Regions from separate parts of the Pan paniscus genome. Here region 1 is linked to region 2. The links are chromatin contacts, called in public Hi-C maps. All regions are on one chromosome and are shown on one strand. Each heading gives the region's core, a stretch centred on a gene start, on an enhancer-like site or on the middle of the called end of the contact. The rest is flanking DNA. Distances are from core to core; before and after follow the strand shown. Region 1 overlaps LOC129398613. Region 2 overlaps KAT6A (lysine acetyltransferase 6A).

Evidence for each region. Hi-C and Micro-C count contacts between places; a contact is called where the count stands out from the background.
Region 1: a contact with region 2 is called in a Hi-C map of fibroblasts, with 4 times the contacts expected there. The contact joins two enhancer-like sites. A contact is called at or near these places in 2 of 3 Hi-C or Micro-C datasets (fibroblasts and induced pluripotent stem cells).

The regions. Positions count from the first base shown.
Region 1 is chr7:60,591,348-60,594,090 of NHGRI_mPanPan1-v2.0_pri, forward strand. LOC129398613 reads right to left here. Exons shown (of 3, transcript XM_055116511.2): 3 at 1-2,030. The coding sequence ends at 1,463. Among named protein-coding and RNA genes, the nearest start is that of AP3M2, 13 kb to the right of the region's middle. Within about 2 kb of position 1,399, at least 2 of the 2 cell types and tissues checked have open chromatin away from gene starts, as enhancers often do.
Region 2 is chr7:60,456,658-60,459,357 of NHGRI_mPanPan1-v2.0_pri, forward strand. All of the region lies in intron 3 of KAT6A (lysine acetyltransferase 6A), which reads right to left. Among named protein-coding and RNA genes, the nearest start is that of KAT6A, 48 kb to the right of the region's middle. Within about 2 kb of position 1,319, at least 1 of the 2 cell types and tissues checked has open chromatin away from gene starts, as enhancers often do.

The sequences.
Region 1 (2,743 bases), core at 149-2,648, 130 kb after region 2:
GCGGGTGCCTGTAGTCCCAGCTACTCCGGAGGCTGAGGCAGCAAAATCACTTGAACCAGGGAGGCGGAGCTTGCAGTGAGCCGAGATCGCACCACTGCACTGCAGCCTGGGTAACAGAGCTTGACTCGTCTCAAAAAAAAAAAAAAAAAAAAAACCATGACATTTGGTGTTCAATAGTCCATTTCACTGATTATATACCATTTTGTAACTAGGAAAATTTCCCTAATGTCATGTTTGTTTAATGTGAGATCCCTATGATTAATGTGATATAATAACAGATGGGTTATACAGCAGGCTCCTTGAATGACAGCTGGCTCCGTCCGTCTCGGCACCACAGGAAGGCAGGAAAGAAGTGTATCTTTTCATCTCTAACTTGCCACTGTCACTACCTTTACAAATCTGTGGGCTAATGGCATTTGTGCATATATATTTTAAAAATTAATATTTATTAAAGCACTAAAAATGAGTTCAGATGCTTTATGGAGAGTGGCACATCTCATTAGACAGTGTTCAAGCAAATGCAATTTTATTTCAAAGTTCTTTTTTCTTTACAGGTAAAGACATAGTATAAACGGCAAAATTCAAAAGGTGCAGAAGATTCTAGTACGGTGAAAAGCAAGTTTTCTTTCTCTCCTCCACTCCTAGTCCCACAGTGACCATCCTAAGAAGCAACCACTTCCAGAGATGCAAACACACATACCACATACACACAGCCCTACTCACACTCTTCTGCACTTTATTACTTAGAATACACCGGAAAATTTCCACGTCTTAGCAAATACAGCTGCCCTGTACTCTTTAATGGCAGCTTAGTGTTCCCTCAGAGGGATGCGCCCCATATCATTCACCCAGCCCCCAGGGACGGGCTTTTAGGTTGTTTCCAGCTGCTTGCTCTTACAAGCAACATTGCAACACTGCCCTGTTACTTTTAATCTTCTTTATCCTGTGATTCCGTTCTGCTTTTCCTTCCAGCACGACTGCAAAGTGACTCTGCGGGGTTTTCCCGAGTGCCCTCGCCCCAGACCTCAGCGAGTTATTTGTGGAGTCACCGGGTCCTGCTCCGCATTATTATTCGAAGTCTCCCCGGGACAGCGGGGAGCAGGCGGAGCTGCGTGTCCCGGCCTGCGCATCTGGGCCCAGGCGGGCGCGCGTCGCGCTCGGATTTCGGGTGGATAGTGCGTGGGAGGCGGCGCTGCCCTCCGTATGCAGCGCGCGTGCAGCCGCGGTGGCACTGCGATCTGCGGCCTGGGGCCCTGGTGTGAAACTCCCGCGGAGACGCTCCCAGCCGCGGGCCGCAGCTCGCCCCTGCACGGAGGGAGGTGTCTAAAGGTGTCTCTTAGGAACAGGCACAACCCGGGCAGCCGGGCCCCAGAACAATGGGTGCTTTCAGCCGCCCCTTTAGATGCCTGGCCCGTCACCATGGCAACCACCCCATTATTGAAAGTCAGTGCCGGTCCCCGCCTTAGACGCTCTCCTCCCGGGCTCCCCTCCCCCGCCGGCCCCGCCGTATGGTGTGTGTGTCACTGGCAGCTGTTGTCAAAAGAAGGCACCTCTTTGTCTCCAGGGGATGAAAGCCATTTGGTTTCCAGCGCCACCCTTTCTCTCCGCCCGGCAACTTTTCTCCGCGCCCCGTCCCCAAGGCGTCCCTGGATGCGCGCGCTCGGCCCCGCGCCCGCCACCCGCGCTGAGTGCTGGTATCCTCCCCATCACTCAGCCCAGAGCCGTTCTGCCTCTGCCTCAAACTCTCAGAGTCCTTATAAGTCTTATTCTCAAGAGTTGTGTCCCAGCGAAGGGAATCCGCCTTGGAAATCGCGGCTTCCTCCTTGCACGCCGCTCGCTGAGTTTCAGCGCAAGCCGGATCTCCCCTCACACCCAACAGCACCACCTTCCGAGACGAGCGGCTCATTACCGCCCGGTCCCCGCGGCCGGCGCAAGAACTCCTCGCCGGGCCCCATTCCAGGCTGGGTCGGGTCTTTAGAATAAGGACCAGTTGTGTGTCTCCCTGTCGCTGGCAGCGCATCACTTTCTGGCTGAAGAAAAGACAAAACGACGAGGGAAACAATAGGACCTGTATGTTTTACACACAGTTCTCATTCGAAATGTATCATGATCATATTTTTAAAGATGCGTGTTACCTTTCATAAATACCTAAATAAAACTTACTTTCTGTTGTCTGCGGAGGAACTTGATAAACATTAAAAAAGCAAGAATATCTTTGGTGGCCATGTGTCTGGGATGTGGGGTTCACCTATCATCTGCCCCAGGGATCCTAAGAGGGGAACAGATGGTGTTTTCAAAACCTATCTGGAAATAAAAAAGGTTACGGTGCTGAGAGGAAGAGCAGAGTCCAAGAGGAGGGGGCTGTGAGAGAGAAACGCAGAGAGAGGATAAAGCTAGGACTTCCAGTTATTCTGTAAAGACAAACTTGAGATGCTGTGTGGGTAGGAAAAATAGAGGCGTCATAAAACTTCACTGATACTGAAAAGTGTAACTACTAGAGGAAGAAATTTAAGGATAATTTGTTCAGAACTCAGTCTATATTTTTAAATAAAGTTTAAAAATAATTACCAAATGATAAACACATTTTTAAAACTTTGTAAATGCTAAAAGTATGACAAGTAAAGAAAAGCAGGTGACTGACAAGATGTAAGTTGTTCTGGTCTTTGCTTTCAATAACTATCAGTTCCATTTGATAAACAGGATGCAGGCGAGTCTGACACACAGGAAACAAGTGTTTGCAAAG
Region 2 (2,700 bases), core at 69-2,568:
AAACTAGCTCCCTGCTGCTGGGTCTTATGATCCAGTTGTAAAATTAAGATGTGTGCATTAACATTACAATACAGGATAGCATATGCTAAGTAACAAACATAATGAAAATATTACAGGTAAGTTGCCCAAATAAACTGATTCAAATTAATGGTTCCTAAACTGTATAAGCCTGAAGGATTCAGGAAAAAAAGAAGTAGGAGCACACTTATTTTTTAAGTAACTACATAAAGCTTTAATAAGCAAAGCCCTTTTTTTAGACATGGATTCAAGCACTCTCACCATACTCTGCAAAGAATGAAACGCTAATTCTTCCCTCTAAAACCACTGACACATTTTGCAGTCTAGATACTCAACTTTAGAAAAAATCTTGAAAATAAGAACCCCAACTTTCAAGCTCCTACATTACCTTCTTTAATTCAATAGACTAGTAAATGAGATCATTTGTTCTAGAAATGACTATTCACAATGCTGATCGACAGTTAAAAATCACTACTTCGGCCGGGTGCGGTGACTCACACCTGTAATCCCAGCACTTTGGGAGGCTGAGGCGAGCAGATCACCTGAGGTCAGGAGTTTGAGAGCAGCCTGGCCAACATGGTGAAACCCTATCTCTAATAAAAATACAAAAATATTAGCCGGGTGTGGTGGCGTGCGCCTGTAGTCACAGCTACTCAAGAGGCTAAGGCAGGAGAATCACTTGAACCTGGGAGGCAGAGGTTGCAATGAGCCGAGATCACGCCATTGCACTGCAGCCTGGGCGACAAGAGTGAAACTCCGTCTCTAAAAAAAAAAAAAGTCGCTATTTCTGCATATAAATGGAATCATACAGTCAGTAGCCTTGTAAGTCTAGCTTCTTTTGCTTAGCAGATTACATCTGAAATTCATTCATGTTAATGGCTATGTCATAGTTTGTTCCTTCTCATCGCTAGTAGCATTCCATTGTATGACTAGGCCACAGTCCATTCCCCATTTGAGGAACATTTGAATTGTTTCCAGATTTTGATTCTTATAAAGCCATTATAAATATTCGTGTTTAAAAAAAATCAGTACTTTTCTGTCTTCAAAGTCCTTTCAGAAGATATTCTTTTCTACACTACCCTAATGTTGCCCAGAAACACACAAAAGCATACTCTAAGTTAATATTGCATCAAATTAAAATTTCTCTGACTTAAATATATTTCATCTTCAATACTACCTCCATAACAGTATAAATAAAGCCTTAAGTATTTAACGAGTTTGAAGCCTGAGGACAGTAGCTTTCAAAAGAAAAGCCAGTGTGATAAGGGTGGAGAACATAGTGACGTAATGCTCAATAAGGAAAACCCTGACAAATGCAGACTGCACACACACGAAAAGAAATCAGGAAAGCGAGGCTGAAGCAGCCAGCTTGGTTTCATGCTGCAAATTTTTGGCAGACATTCAACTCCTTCTGCTGTTTTCCTAGCCAGCACATTTATCTATGTAATGTCACCAGATCCAGAGAGGGAGTGAGGTTGGAAGGAGGGGGAAGAGGAGAAAAACTGTTTTACAGGCTGCCAGCCCTTCCACACATGCTGTTACTATACAAAGGATGTCTAGAAAGCCAATGTGCTGCACATATTCAAATGCTGCAAGCAAATACACACACACACACACACACACTCACTCTCTCTCTTTCTCCCCATCCATCCATCCATCCATCCATCCATCCAAAGAACAACTGCAGAAAAGGGAACTGCCTTTGAAAAAAAGCCCATAATTAAAGTCTTGATCCAGAAGCAATGACTCCCTTCTGAAAATGATTTCAGTTCTTGGGGGAAGAAGGTGGGGATACTAACCCTATGGGGAAATAACCTGTATTCTGCAAAAAAGCCTGACCTGATCTGGTCCCTGACAACTACAAGCATATGCTACCACAGAAATAAACAAAGTTTCTGTGAAGCAAAAGTATACCATCAAATAACAATTACCTTACTAATACCTAATATACACCCACCACTTTGCCAAGGACTAGGAGGAATAAAAACGAATTTTAAGAAACAGTTTAGGGACCCTAGAAGAGTCTAGCCTTGTCTGCACCTAGGACAGTTTCCTGTTCTTAGCACTCTTGTAAGTAGGTGTCTGGGAGTATGTTATGTGTGTGTGTGCAGGTGCACATGTGTGTACACAATAGTAATATCAAAACCAAAACTGTACCTGGAATATAAAACTAGAGATCAAAACGTATAGCTCATAGAAACAGTCAGGCCTATTTGCTTCTATAAATGGACACTCCAACTCCGTAACATCTTACGTTACGTCACCTCAGGTTGGGTATCCCTTATCTCTGAAATGCTTGGGACAAGAAGTGTTTCAGATTTCAGATGTTTTTTAGATTTTGGAATATTTGCATTATACTCACTGGTTGAGCATCCCAAATCCAAAAACTCGAAATCAAAAATGCTCCAATGAGCATTTCCTTTGAGAGTCATGTTGACGCTCAAAGAGTTTCAGACTTTGGAACTTTTTGGATTTGGGATGCTCAACCTGTACTAGCAAGTATAATAAATGAAGATATAAACCAGGAGTATTTATTTAACCTAAGAAATCAGTTGGCTGGGCACAGTGTCATGCCTGTAATCCCAGCACTTTAGGAGGCCGAGGTGGGCGGATCACCTGAGGTCAGGAGTTCGAGACCAGACTGGCCAACGTGGTGAAACCCCGTTTCTACTAAAAATACAA